Linked DNA regions of Mus musculus: region 1 is linked to region 2. A link is a contact called in public HiChIP or PLAC-seq data. All regions are on one chromosome and are shown on one strand. Each heading gives the region's core, a stretch centred on a gene start, on an enhancer-like site or on the middle of the called end of the contact. The rest is flanking DNA. Distances are from core to core; before and after follow the strand shown. Region 1 holds the start of Htatip2 (HIV-1 Tat interactive protein 2). Region 2 has its middle 49 kb from the start of Gm45985.

Region 1 (2,700 bases), core at 168-2,667, 70 kb before region 2:
CCTGAGCCCAAGCAGAGATGTCTATTTTAATCAGCAAGTTCTGATGCACCAGGCATTGGTAAAACAAAACGACCAGGAAATCACGGAAATCAAGGACCTGCATTTGCAAGTGTGCACACTAGGCAAAAGTGGGGCCCATGGGAGACTGCTTTGAGGTCCCAGCAGCACACTACGCTGTTTAATTTGCTGCAGTTGATAGGTAACTCTTGTTTACTGGAGAACAGAATGTCCACGACTCTCCAATTTAAGATACTTGGGCATCATTTCCAGATGGAAGTCTGGCATTACCATTTGCTGTAACTTCAGGAAGCCAGTATGTGTTTACAAACACACAAGTCTGGGGAGTCAGGGGCTGTGGGGTGGATTCCTGCTTGGGAGAAAAGTCCTTGTCACACTTTTCCATTCTGATATTGTGAAACACACTGGTAAGCAAAATGTGCAAGCAGTGCGCTCTAGGAACTATAAACAGCGCCTTTCTCTGACTACCATACCCCATTCCAATCTAAGTTCTGAACACAGGACTGCATTGCAGGACGCTAGAGTGTAAAAGGCAGGCCTACAAGCCAGTCACAACCCAGGGATTAATGGAAGGGCTCTTCTAAATCCATCGTGCCCAATTTTGATGATTTCTATGTCTCCACCACCACCTGGCCTTTGGATAATGGACACCTTCCCCTCAGCAAAATGGTTGCAGCTACATTCCCTTTTAGCCCCAGCTCAAATACCCACCACATTTTTATAAGCTTCCTCCTCGAAGGTGAGCTTCCTCCGACCAATGAGCGTTACTTTGGAAAACAGGTTCTGTCCCAGGATTTCCTTTAAAAGTACTTTGCCAGTTTCCCCGCTGGCGCCCAAAATAAAGACGGATTTATTCTGCATCTTGAAGTCTTCCCGAAGCTTCGGCAGTGCTTCCTTGTCCGCCATGCTGGGGAAACAACACCCGTGGGTCCTGTCTCAGAGTGCTAGGTGACACTCTTTACCCTGGGGGACAAGGGTTGTTAACTGTTGGGCAGAAGAGACTCACTCTACACAGTCCCAACCCTAGGGAAGTGCTGAGTCACAGCTCAGACAGTGGCCAATCCGAGCACCTCACAGGTGCCCGGCTGGATGAGCCCAGGTTGTCTCTATGCCACCAAGCCTCGCAGCCCACGGTAACCCAGCCTGCTTGGGCAGGGCTGCAGGGCCCGGCTCCATTCCCTACCCGGGGTTACCTGGGAGCAGCCCCGGACCCCTCGTCCCCACTCTGCAACAGTAGCATTGAAGCCACCAGCGCGGCTACGACCGTGCCCAGCACCGTGGGACCGAGCATCTCGCCGCCTGCAGCCCCGCTGTCTCCCCTCCCGGCAAGGAGCCCCAAGAGGTCCAGCCGGAGCCTACCGGCCGCGACGTCTTCCGGGTGACAGCGCGCTCGCGGCCCCGCCCCACCGAGGGCTGGAGCTGAGCGCGGGACCCGCCCCTGCGCGGGAGCTGCACCCAGGGCTCGAACCACACTCCCCGGGGCTGAGCTGCAGCGGGGCGGGGCGTGGGGGGGGCGTGGGGCTGTGCTTCACCCCAGCACAGATCTCCTCCCTCCGTCCCCCATAACCCTAGTTGCAACCGCGTTCTTCCTAACCACCTGGGGCCAGAGCCTTCAGATTTTAGATAAAAGGCATCCCGGACTTGACTCTTGGTCCCCAAATCATCTCATTCTCCTCGTTAAAAACTAGTCTCTTCTTAGGCTGGGGACGTAGCATGTAGCTCAGTTAATCAAGCGCTTGCCTGGCATACGCAGAGCCCTGGATAAAGTTGGATGTGGTGGCACAAGCAGGCAATACCAGCAAGGATGATTCTCCTTGGAAACAGAATGTTCTGAGTTCTAGGACACCCTGAAATATATGAACTTCTGTCTCAAGAGCGAAGGAGGACTTATTGGGAGGAAGCTCTCAAAACAGAGGTAGGAGAGGCTAGTACCAGGTGAGTAAGATCAAAATATATAAACATGAAATTGTTAGTAAAGCAAGACATAAAAAGAAGAAGAAGAAAAAAAAGCCTAGCTCCACTTAAGCTCTATGAAAAACAAAACTCTTTCTTGCCTCTTTAAAGACACATATCCTATTCCCTCAAGCCAGAAGCTAGGGGGGCTCCTTTGACCAGTTTTCAGGTTGATCTCCCTGCCCAGGTGCTGGCCCCCTTCTGGATGGTTGCGGTAGGAAGAGTTTCCAAACCTGATCCAATTCACAACAGGATCAATGGTTAGAACACAGCTATCCACACTGGGCATGCCCTGGATTTTGGATGCATAGAGATTAGAATACTATGACTCTGAGATACTTTCTAAACTGCATTTATTTTGTGTGTGTGTGTGTGTGTGTGTGTGTGTGTGTGTGTGTGTGTGTAGAGGTGTTATGACCGGTGTATGAAGGTCAGAGGGCCCCTTGCAGGATTCAGTTCTCTCCTTCCATGATGTGGGTTTGCCTTGATCTAACTCAGCCTCTCCCAGACTCCCTCTCCCAGAGTCAAGTCCAGGATGTGATCCTGAGCTAAGAAGGATGGGCTGTGAGTGTGATGCTCCATCGCTCCATCTAGAAGCCAAATGAAAGGTACTTTCGCCCCCGCCTTGCTGGTTGAATGTCATTATATGAAAATCTGGCCTAGGCGTGGCATTCAAATACTTCCACACAGGTTTTTCCACTCTGGGGAGCAATACAAAGATGCAATGAA
Region 2 (2,700 bases), core at 143-2,642:
AAAGAAAAGATTGTGAATGAGAGTGCTGACTTCCTCAACTCAAATGTGTTCAAAGTCAAGAAAAATCATCAATGAAATTAACAAAGCAAAGCCAGGCATGGCAGCACACACCTTTAGTCCCAGCACTCAGGAGGCAGAGGCAGGTGGATCTCTGTGAGATCAAGGCCTACCTGGTCTACAGAGCAAGTTTGGGGACAGTCAGAGACACACAGAGAAACCCTGTCTTGAGCAACAAATAAACACAATAACAAAAAAGAAAGAATAAAAGGAAAGAAATTAACAAAGCAAGTTATAGTGATGAAAATGAATTTCTCAACAATTAACCAAGCATGTTTATAGGTGAGCTAGACAAGTGACAAAGCTGTCATCTATCATCTATAGTTAATTATTAATCTTTCTGCCATGCTTCCCTGCTGTGATGGACCCGCCAGAACCATAAACCCAAGTAAATCCTTCCTTCTAGAAGTTTCCTTGGTCACCCCAGGCACAGAAAAGAAACTAATACAGCATCAACTTGATGGCCAATCGATCGAATGATCCGGGTTAAAGTCTCCTGGCCGGAGTTAACAGATTCTAGTTAGTATTTTCAAGTTGCTATGTCCTGATCTGACAGGCACAGGAAAGACAATGTGATTCTTATTCTTTGAAGGTGTGAAGTTTGGGAACTGTGGCGGTTTGAATAAGGAACGCCTCCCATAGGCTCACGTATTTCAACACCAGATCCCCAGTTTGTAGTGCTGTTTGGGAAGGTTATGGGACCTTTAAGAGGTGGAGCCTGATAGAGAAAATACATTACTAGGGGTGGGATCTGAGAGTTCTTAGCCTCACCGCACTTCCTGTTCTTTCTCTTTACTTCCTCTGTAGATTTGAGGGTGGCTCCTGCAGCCACACCTTCCTTGCCTGTCCCCATCCCTTTCTTGTAGCTATGGCCTCCTTTCCTTTGGAACTGATAGGCCCTACAGAAAAATAACTAAACTAATAACTCCCTCGACGCCAATGCCTGATTACAGTGATTCCTTAGTGGGGGCTCTCTGAGTATCAATCGGACTTAAGATATGCTTAGATGAGAAGGCCGGGAAGCCTGCCTGGAGATCGCACGGTGTCCTAGTCAGACTAAGCTTGTAAAGAATGCAAACTCCAACCAGGCAGTGGTGGCACACACCTTTAATCCCAGCTTTTGGGAGGCAGATCTGTGAGCTCGAGGAGGCCAGCCTGGTGTACAGAGCAAGTTCCAGGACAGCCAGGGCTACACAGAAAAACCCCGTCTCAGAGGGGGAAAAACAAACAAACAAAACAAACTGTCAAAGTTTGCAAGTGAAAGTCTTGTCACATTGCTAAAGTCCTCCCATCCCCCACCCCTCCCACCTCCACCTCACACTGCACTCCCTGCTGCCTGGAGCCCTGGAGAGCTCTTGTTATGGCTCCTTTCCAATCTCTTTTTCCTTCACAGATTGCTTCCTCTGTTAACCTTTTCTTCTTTCCCCTTAAGATCCAGTTTGAAGAGAACTTTTTTTTTTTTTTTTTTTTTTTTTGAGACAGGTCTCTCATGTACCCCCTGGCTCTTCTGAAACTTGCTATGTAGAGCAGGCTGGTCTTGAATTTGCAGATCTTCTTGCAGTTGTCTCCCCAAGCACTGGAATTTAAGGAGTGGACCGCACCCCTGCAGCTCTAATAACCCACAGCAGTCAACTGCTCCCTCCGCCTGAATTTCTAAGTCCTGGGAAGAGACTCTCTGTAGCTAAGCCCGGACTGGTATCCACTTTGGTGTGAGCATTGGTAGCCAGGCTGGGGCTAGGCAGCTTTTGAGGCTTCGTGTCCTAATTGACGCCTGAGAGCTTTCTATGAAGGGGTAGCTGGGGAGGAAATGATTATAGTGAGACAGATATAGATAGCCTCGGCATTAAGGGGGTGTATTGTACCCACTAAAGTTTGGTTTGTAGCCTTTGATCCTGTGAAACACGCCTCCAGGGGGGTGGGGGGAATCAAATGCCTGGCAAGAAACAAGGGCAGAAGCCCAACATGGAGGGGGTGGGGTGCGGGGAAGGGGGAACGGGACACGGGAGTGTGAGTCGGCTGGTCGCACTGTGCCCAGGCAGGAGGCAGGAAGCAGAGAGATGATTGTTCCTGCTCCGTTCACTTCCCCTGCTCTATTCAGTTCTAGGTCCCCTGCCTACCGAGTGTGTCACTCACAACCAGGATTTGTCTTCCCTCTCCAGCTAACCTTCCTGGAAACACCTTCCTAACCACAGTCAGAAACACACTCCTAGATCCAGTCAAGTTGACAATGAGCGTTAATCGGCACAGTTGCCGTCACCTTAGAAGCACCATAGAAGGATGCTCCTGACTGACATCCGTTTCAGGTCACAATTTCAAATGCAGGCAAACCTAGCGGAGGACCTGTCTGTCAGCAGTGACCCACACTGTCTAGGACTTCCTGTGATTTTCAGAATTCCCACTTATACTGCCCATGGTTGCTCCCAGGCCAAACAATTGGGGTTCACAGAGAGCCAGGGGTCCAGATCAGAGTCCCTCTCCAGCTGAGGCATGCAAGTTAACAGTCCTGGCCTGTAATCTCTAGAATTCCCTCATCCAGCGACCTGCAGTGGAACCAGCTCTCAGTTAGGATTAATCTGCTGCACAGGAATAGCAACGGAAACACTGTCCTTTTATAGGACGCCCATCTAAGGCCTAGAGGACCTC

The links. HiChIP or PLAC-seq counts read pairs in DNA pulled down with a chosen protein or histone mark.
Region 1: an H3K27ac HiChIP or PLAC-seq map of embryonic stem cells shows a contact between it and region 2, with 6 read pairs. The contact joins the promoter of Htatip2 here to the enhancer-like site in region 2. A contact is called at or near these places in 4 of 39 promoter capture datasets (the C10 cell line, cranial neural crest, liver and 1 more), 5 of 484 Hi-C or Micro-C datasets (cerebral cortex, forebrain, muscle stem cells and 1 more), 4 of 115 datasets of contacts at active chromatin or transcription factors (embryonic forebrain, embryonic hindbrain and embryonic stem cells) and 2 of 9 other capture datasets (adipose tissue and pancreatic islet).

Annotation. Positions count from the first base shown.
Region 1 is chr7:49,757,823-49,760,522 of GRCm38.p6, reverse strand. It overlaps Htatip2 (HIV-1 Tat interactive protein 2), which reads right to left and starts at 1,417. Exons shown (of 6, transcript NM_016865.3): 1 at 1,212-1,417; 2 at 730-925. The coding sequence starts at 1,309.
Region 2 is chr7:49,687,868-49,690,567 of GRCm38.p6, reverse strand. No RefSeq gene overlaps it. Among named protein-coding and RNA genes, the nearest start is that of Gm45985, 49 kb to the right of the region's middle. Within about 2 kb of position 1,392, at least 15 of the 459 cell types and tissues checked have an H3K27ac peak or open chromatin away from gene starts, as enhancers often do. A contact at or near this core is called in embryonic stem cells, where this site is marked.